2 separate regions of the Drosophila melanogaster genome follow, and region 1 is linked to region 2. Evidence: chromatin contacts called from public Hi-C data. All regions are on one chromosome and are shown on one strand. The core of a region is the stretch at or near the end of the contact, and the rest is flanking DNA. Distances in the headings are between cores, read along the strand shown.

What was found. Hi-C and Micro-C count contacts between places; a contact is called where the count stands out from the background.
Region 1: a contact with region 2 is called in a Hi-C map of the OSC cell line, with 2.1 times the contacts expected there. A contact is called at or near these places in 17 of 107 Hi-C or Micro-C datasets (the D17-c3 cell line, the Kc167 cell line, the ML-DmBG3-c2 cell line and 8 more) and 1 of 7 datasets of targeted methods (the Kc167 cell line).

The regions. Positions count from the first base shown.
Region 1 is chr3L:12,807,057-12,811,061 of dm6, reverse strand. It overlaps CG32110, which reads right to left and starts at 2,341. Exons shown (of 1, transcript NM_168520.2): 1 at 966-2,341. The coding sequence starts at 2,293. The coding sequence ends at 1,058. Sap130 (Sin3A-associated protein 130) reads right to left here. Exons shown (of 11, transcript NM_168518.3): 3 at 3,232-4,005; 4 at 2,586-3,176; 5 at 399-856; 6 at 1-334. It also overlaps asRNA:CR46251.
Region 2 is chr3L:12,506,256-12,510,474 of dm6, reverse strand. It overlaps CG10654, which reads left to right and starts at 2,635. Exons shown (of 2, transcript NM_001274838.1): 1 at 2,635-3,325; 2 at 3,988-4,219. The coding sequence starts at 2,765. sti (sticky) reads left to right here. Exons shown (of 7, transcript NM_140327.2): 5 at 1-174; 6 at 251-446; 7 at 503-2,477. The coding sequence ends at 2,118.

The DNA of each region.
Region 1 (4,005 bases), core at 1,092-3,591, 300 kb before region 2:
GAATAACCATGTGCTGCGGCGGCGCACTATTTGGTCCTGCTGGTATTATCAATTGCTGGTGGCCAATGGTTCGGGTGGCTGTTCCACCAGCCCCCGACGGCAACACCGTAAAAGTAGCCTGCGATCCGCCGCCACCTGATCCCGCTCCGGCAGTCGCGTGACTTGCAAAGGGTAACGAAGATACCGACAAGCTGCCACCGGCGCTGCTAACCAATTGTGCCTGCGCCTGGGTGCTCTGCGTCACTGTTGTCGTAGTCAATGATAGAACGCCTGTGGAGGCGGAGGCTGGCATAGATTCGTAGTAGATTGTGGCAGCACTTCCCTTCTCATCGATCTGTATAACGATTTAGTTTTAATAGTTAATTGAAGCATCATATATGTAGATAGTTGAAACCTACCTTCATCAACTGGCTCTGTGAAGCAACTACAGGATTCCAGGTGCGTTGAAAGCCCGTCACTGTTGCCCCGCTTGTGCTGGAACCATCTGCTCCAGGGGCAGAAGAAGCTGGTGCCATCATCATCTTGCCCAAAGTGATGCCGCTTGCGTTCTTGATGGGCGTCAGAGTTCCCGTGAGGATATTACCGCCTGGTCCCACTCCCGCTCCCCTGCCACTGATGGTAAGTGGCAGGACAGTGGCTCCACCGGCCGCCGATGTGGCACCCGTCACCGAGCTTGAATTGACCACACTGGCAGAGACATTCGGCACTGGCACCGCCTGGATGCTGGCCACGCCCTGCGGCCCCATTGTTTGTCCTCCACTTCCTCCGCCAGCTGACAGTTTTCCGATGGGATTAAGCTGTGTAATAGTTAGCGATGGCTGAACCTTAGCGGTCATGGTGACAGGTGGACGAATGCCTGTCGATTGATGGTTTCAAAGATATATTATTATTATTTCATTTAATTGTGGTAGGGTTTATTCCTATCATATTCCACTTACAAAAGAACAAGTCACGAAATAATTCTTAAATTTTCAAACACTATTTTATTTTTGTTCTTATTGTATAGTTCTCAGCTCAGTTCAATCCATAAAAAAGTAAACTCTATATAGGAGAACACCTACTTCCACAGCTGGTCGCCGGTCAACTCCAGAACCATCTTAGTGCGAAAATATTTCATGTCTTTCTTGGAAAACGTTATTGGAGCATCCCGGGTTAGGTATTCTGCAAACATGCAGACGAACACGCCGCAATCGTTCATGTTGTCTTGTTGCGGCACATTTTGGGCATCCTCGATGCGAAATTCACTGGTGTCCAAACACAGCCCGAGCTTGTCCTCCGACTCCATTTGAAGGTACTTCACTAGTGCTCGCATCAGATTCGGGTCACCGCGGCCTCTTGAATTGTAGTAGAGCATTGTTTTCGCAGGCAAATCGATTATGACCAGGCACCAGTGAACGAGCATTTGGTGAACAGGCACAAGTATGAGGTCCATGCTAAACAGATCCACCTTTCTAGTCCAGCGTTTTACGCCATCGAAGCCACTTTGCAGCAGGCGGGGCACAAAGAAAGTGCTCATGGCATACACGCTGGGCACTGTACCAGGACGCTTCTCCGATCGCTCGACCAGTAGGTTCATGTAAAAGTTGATTATTTTGTCGTTGAGCCAGCCGCCACTGGTCAGGATTTTGATATCACTGCCGCAGATGTCCAAATTGAACTTGGCCACAATTACCTGCTGCAGTGGATACTTAGATAGTTCCATCAGCCGATCATGGTGTTCTTTGGTCAGCGGAATCAATTCGCTGCTGATTCTTATGTCCTCGATCACATGGACGGACTGCTTAAGGATCAGCTTCTTGTATCTATCGATTTCGCAGGCAATTCGCTCGTGTTTGGCTTTTAAACACAACTGATGTGCTTCATTCAAGCGCTTTCTATTTAACTTGTTTTTTTGATCCGTCCAACGCCGAAATTGCTCGATATAGTTGGACCTTAAAAATAAGGATCTTCGAAAGCGTCGATTGTGGCTATGTTTGAAGACCGCTGGTATGGCTTGCAGCAGTTTCGTTTTACGGTCAACTTTCTTGACCACCTTTGGTATCTCCTTATGTCCTATGTCCTCCTTTTCAACGACTTTAAGCGGTGTCGGGACTGCGGGACCATTGCTGGTTAGTTTGCGGAAAAATTTGAGTTTTTCTTGCACGGCCATTACAACGTCCTCCTCTTGTTCCTGGAAATTCTCGGGCTGCTTTAGAACTGGCATTGTCTTGGCCATAGGGTAATCCTGACACTCTTTTGTGATTAGATCAAAATATCTAGATTTCTCCACGATCTCCTTCTCGAAAGCCAGCATGCTGCTGATGATTGTTGGATGTTGACTAAACTGAATGATATTAGTTCGTAAGCTGTTGATAACAATTGAAATAAAAATTGGGTCCCCCTATTTCAACACGAATTGATAGTAGATTCTCTGCTTCCTAGATGACAGTTAACGTGGTTTATCGATAGTTTCATACTTAACAGCAGAAGTTTCAGTTTTATAAAAATTAAATACTGAATTGACTATTGCTTAACAGATTGCTAAACTAGATGACTTGCTCTTTAGTAAGCATTTTAGAGTATTCCAGTTATAAGTACTAACTTACCCATCTTAGCCGCCGCGGTAGTGCTCATCAAGAATGGCTGCAGCATCACGTTCCCGGCCAGACGAGCTCCGGATCCGATGATCTGTTGAGTGGTTCCCGTCGCTGGCTGCTGCAGCTGAATGATCCGTGTGGTGGGCAAATTAGTGGCCGTCAGAGCAGTTCCTCCGGCTCCGGGACCCCGCCCGGGTGCCACTGTTGCTCCACCGGAAACACTAACGGCCGTTGGAGATGCCGTAACGCTGGTATTCAGCTGCGGTATGCTTGGTGCCCTGATACTTATGCTGGTTGTGTTCAGCTTAGCGGTTGGAAAACTCTTGCCCAGCGGAATTGGTCGCACCTGTCGAGGTGTTACTGTCGTTCCACCGGGCGTCGTTGTTGTTACTCCGCCTGTGGGCGTGGCCACAGCAAAGCGTGGATTAAATTGCTGACCCGGATTCTGACTTGCATTCGGTGCAGACACATTGGAGGAGTAAACTAGTGTAGCCTGATGCTGCCTCTGTGGCAATACAGTAGCCACATAGGCCTGAGGACCTCCTCCCGGTCCCGTCGCCTGTTGTGTCGCCAAGGGCTGGCCAGCGGAAACGGAAAGAGCTATGTGGAAACACAATTAGGATGATGTTGCAGAGTAAGAAAAGATACAACATACCTGTTGGCGCCTGCACTGGAGTAGTGGTCACTACACTGGCATTCGAAACCCCCGCGGATGTCGTTATAATTCGCTGGCGCGGCTGATGAATGGTTCGGATCAGTTGCACCTGTCCCTGACTCTGCATCCAAGCACCACTGTTGCTGGACGAGATGACAGCCGACGATGGTTGCGATGTGAGCGCCACTCCACTTCTGCTCACCGATGCTGTTGCTCCGCGTACGAATCCTCCGGTTGAGCTCAGCACTGTTGGCGCTGTGGGCGTAACCGTGGCCGATGATGTGGCTCTCAATGGCGTGACGAGCCGCTGGCCAACTCCAACGCCAACGCCTCCCATTTGGGTGGCCGTCACACTGGCTCGCGGCAAGTATGTGGCCTGGGTTACGGGCCTGGTAACCGTGATCGATGCATTCGCCCCACTCCTCGCCGGTGCAGCTGGTATGGCTGTTATCTGAGTCCTTCCGGTGGCCGTAACATTCTCTAGCTGCTTGATCATTGGCATCACCACCCGCACCTGTGTGGACTGACCACCAGCGCCAATAGCACGGATCGAAGCTGCCGTAGTCGCTTGTCCTGCATTCAGAGCAATTGGAGTGCCACCTAGGGAAGTTTGTTGAACTTGATTGGCTGACGCCACCTTAATTGTGCCTCCGCTGAGGATCGGTGTGCCCGCAATGGATATCCCACCGCCGCCGTCGGATTTCACGTGGGTGATCTTGGCGGCCACCGCCGGGTGCGCTGCAGAGGATGGCAAATGGGATGGCAATGAGTATT
Region 2 (4,219 bases), core at 1,386-3,885:
GTTGGCAATCTTCAGGCGGAGATAAGGGGCTTGGAGTCTGCGCAAGCCAACTTGCACGCAGAGATCGATTCCCTTCAGGACACTTTGGCCGAGAAGGAGCAGTTCTACGTGCAGCGGGACATTAAATCGAATGCCACACTTGCGCAGCACAAAAAGCTGATTGACTACCTTCAGGTATAGCTAGTTTATATATATTCTTTTTAAGAGAATAGTTAATGAGATTAAAAACATTTTTGTATTTATATTTTAGCTCAAAGTTGAGGACCTATCCGCCAAGAAGAAAAAGACATTGGCGGACAAACTTTTCGGTTCTAGCCACACAAACAAGGAGAACGTGTCACCCAATGACGTGGAATCTTCCATTCTGTATCGCGCTCTAAAGGAGGAACTGAAGCGAGAACAAAAGATGAACAGCTTGCTGAAGGAGCAGTTGGCTCAGTTGAATGGTGGGATTTCTTTAGATTTCGCTTGATGTTTGTATCTAATTGTATATTTCCTTTAGGAACTGCAACCTTGCGCTCTCCACGCAAATCTGCAGCTGTTAATGGCGACTCCGATGCACCCAAACAGAGACCCGTAAGCATTGCTGCCTTGCCACGTTCTCCACAGAAGCAGCAGCAGCCCCTGAAGCGCACCACCAGCCAGGTGGAGCTGAAGACGACGGCGGAGAAACCGACTAAAGTAACCATTGAGAACCAGGCTCATCACCGTTTCGAACTGGCCCTGCAGGAGTCCAAGGTGGATGCCGTCAACTGTGTAGTTTGCGAAAAGGCCGTCGTTGCCGGTTCGCCGTTCTGGAAATGCAAGGAGTGCAAAGATGTTACGCATCGCAAGTGTCGCTCCAATGTTCAGAGCCATTGCGGATCCACCAAGCCGACTGCACCGTCAGCCGATGATCTTAGCAGTATTCAATCTGTCTCCAGCTTGACTTTGGATAGCGTAGATGTTGCGGGTGGTACAACCAGCGGTGGCGAGTACATTGGATCGCTGGTCTACAGTTCGGATGGTGCAGAAGATCAGGCACGGAAGGAGATCGAAGTGAACTGCGCCTTTGAAGTGGCCGAGCAGCAAATACTCCTATTGGGCTGTAACACGGGACTGTATGCGTATCACTTGGACTCGCAGCGATTGGTGCACATTTCTGGTCTCGAATCGGTGAGCTGCATGTCCATTTGCAAGCGCCTGGCTAAGGCTATAATGGTGGGCACAGTTGGCGAGAAGCTATATCAATGTGACTACCGCCAGCTGGAGTCACGCTGTCAGAGCTCCAGTTCGTGTCACAAGCCTGTGCTGGAAACGTCGGCCATTGAGCTGCCATTTGCCAATCGCACGCCATCGGAGAAATGGAAACTAGTGCTGATCTCCGATGAGGCGGAGAACGCATTGGATTCGGTGGCTATTGCGGCCACGTCCACTAGGATTGTCATCTTGAAGTACGACCTTAAGCTGCACATGTTTAAGCCAGTTCGAGCCTTGGACACGGCCACGCCGGTCACATCCATATTCTTTACGCGTCACTCGGCCATTGTTAGCTCGGATAAGTTCTACGAGATCGATTTGGACAACTATGCGGCTGAGGAGTTTGTGGATCTGTCCGATAAGTCAATGGAGAGCACTGCCAAGTGCCAGCCCCTAACTGCGGTGCGCATCTCACGACAAGAGTATCTGCTCTGCTTTGCCGAATATGGCGTCTTTGTGGACGAGTTTGGCTGCAGATCCAGGCCGTACGATTTGAACTGGGTCTATGCACCCACTGGATTTGTTTACCGCGATCCATTCCTATTCATATCGCACTATCAAAGCGTGCAGATAGTCCGTTTGCATCGGTCGTTCAGCAAGGAAATGGCCAGCGGGGATAACGCATCGGAGAATTCGGAATCCCCGGAACTGCAGCGCGTCTACTTGCCCCACTACATGTCCACGCTGCTGGCCAACAGCGGAGATGTCAATCTCTATGCCGTGGCCATCGATCAGAGGCCCTGCAATGGAACACAGAAGATCTACCATCTGGACACGATGCAGGCATTCAAGCAGAAGTTCAATATCTCCATGGAAACGCTGTCTTCAGTGGCCACTTCTGTGACTTTGGGCTCGACTGTCACCGGAAATAGCATATAGATGAAGGATATATATTAACTAAACGAATGGACAAAGCAAAATACTACAAACTGAGTAGTTGTAGTTATATCTAGGGTTAGGATATGCTATACATTTGGATTATTATTATTTTAACTTGTCAGAACATATGTTTTTTCACAATCTTTTTCATGTGTAACGATTGCCTAAAATCACATGGCAGAATCTTTTAAAAATTACTTAATTTACTCTTTAAATACTTTGTGCTGTATACACAAATAAAACTTGAGATTTTGATAAAAAAGGTAATTCATATTAAATTAATATATTTATTTTGATCACTAAAATATCGAAGCATATTAAAGGAAATATTTTTTAATTAATTAAAGAAGTCGCATAATATTTTAAATCAATTTTACTATGCAGGATAGCTTTTCGAATAGAATAGTTGGGGGCATGGAGTCGACGCCAAGCTTTTGGGGCTGATCCCACGCAGCTTTTCGGCAGCAGCTTTCAATGTCCCGCAATTCGAAAGCCCCGGAAATGGAATCGTGCTCTCCGCTGGCATTACTGCCATCGTTGGCTTGGCCGCTGGACGCCGGACTGCTGCACTGCCGCCGTCGCAGATTGTGTTAATTGATTTCAATTGGCTCCACGCCATTTGAGTGGCCCGTTGAATCTCCCGACGATGCCAGCAACGATGTTTGATTCCCAGCTGAGTTTGTGCGCGGGTCGCATTGTCGCCGATTCCACCACCACCACTACCTCCGGCATGGATGGATGCGATGGTGCCAAGACGATGATATGCCGCGCTTGTCTTGTGCTACTGGGTCCGCAGGATGCGTGTCACAATCTGGACAGCGAACAGGATCTGGCCAGCAAGTACTACGGCTGTACTGGAGAGGATGCCGTTAGGGATTTGCCACCCCAGTTGGTGCTGAAAAGCATCTGCGAGTGCTGCTATCAGTTGGTGCAAAAGTTCCACGACTTTCAACGCATGTGCGCAGAGTCCTTGCGCAATTTTGAGAAGCTGCTGCAGGACATCGACATCGGATGCCACAAACTGGAGGACCACACTTGGCACGACTTGGACACCCCCTCGGAGAGCAACGAGTCCACTAATCCGGAAGCCCAGTCGCACGCACCCTGCATCGCAGCGACGCAGGAGATTGTGAGTTTTATCTGGCCACAAGTGTGCCTGCCTCTGGCCGTAATCTTATCTAGAATCACATTGGGTGCTTCGCTCGAGGTGTGTTGCCTAGCAGCCAAGCAAAGACAATACTGCTCCCCATTCCCCGCCATAAACAAAAACATTTCGACAGCGTTTGTTTGTGTTGTACTATTTTTGTTTGGTGGGTGATAGCACTCGAAAAGGAGGCACGTCCCAATCTATTGGGTATTTTTAAATTTTCCACTAATAAAATTGGGAAGATGGCAACACGCCTCGATTTATGGCTCCTCCAAATAAGAAAGTCGATTTTAAAGGCCAGTTTTATCTAGAATAGATAAATGTGTTCCCTAACTTTCACTCATTTTAGATATTATTTATAGCGCCTTTAATATTTTTAGCATTAAAAAACTAAACTAAACAGATAAGTGACCGCCAAAAGTTCGGTTCACAAAATATTACTTTCATTTTATCATCTTCTAAGTCGAGCGATAAGATAATCTTAATAGCAAATTAAGGAAAAATTTCCACTTTAAAGTAATGAGTAAACATAATGTAATTCCTACCCTTACTACAAATTACTTAACTCAACCAAAAGCAGTTTGTTTTTATATGCTTAGACCCTTTTTACATAAAAAATTCCTTCATAATAGATATGTACAGAATTCCCACAAAAAAAAAAAAAAACCACCACCATTCAGTTTGCTATGGTAATTAAATATATAATACCCTAAATTTTCCAGGAGGAAGTCTACGTAATAGAGGACGAGTCAGCCAAACAGGATCTGGGCCAGGAGAAGCTATCCATTTCTAGCAAGTTGCTGGGTGCCAGAAAACGACGAGGAGTGCGACACACCCTCGAGTGCCGAATTTGCCACCGTGGCTTCTACAAACCGTCGCTGCTGGAGGCCCATATGCAGCAGCATGAGGGTCTGAGACCGTATACCTGCGTCCATTGTGCCAAGAGCTATGCCC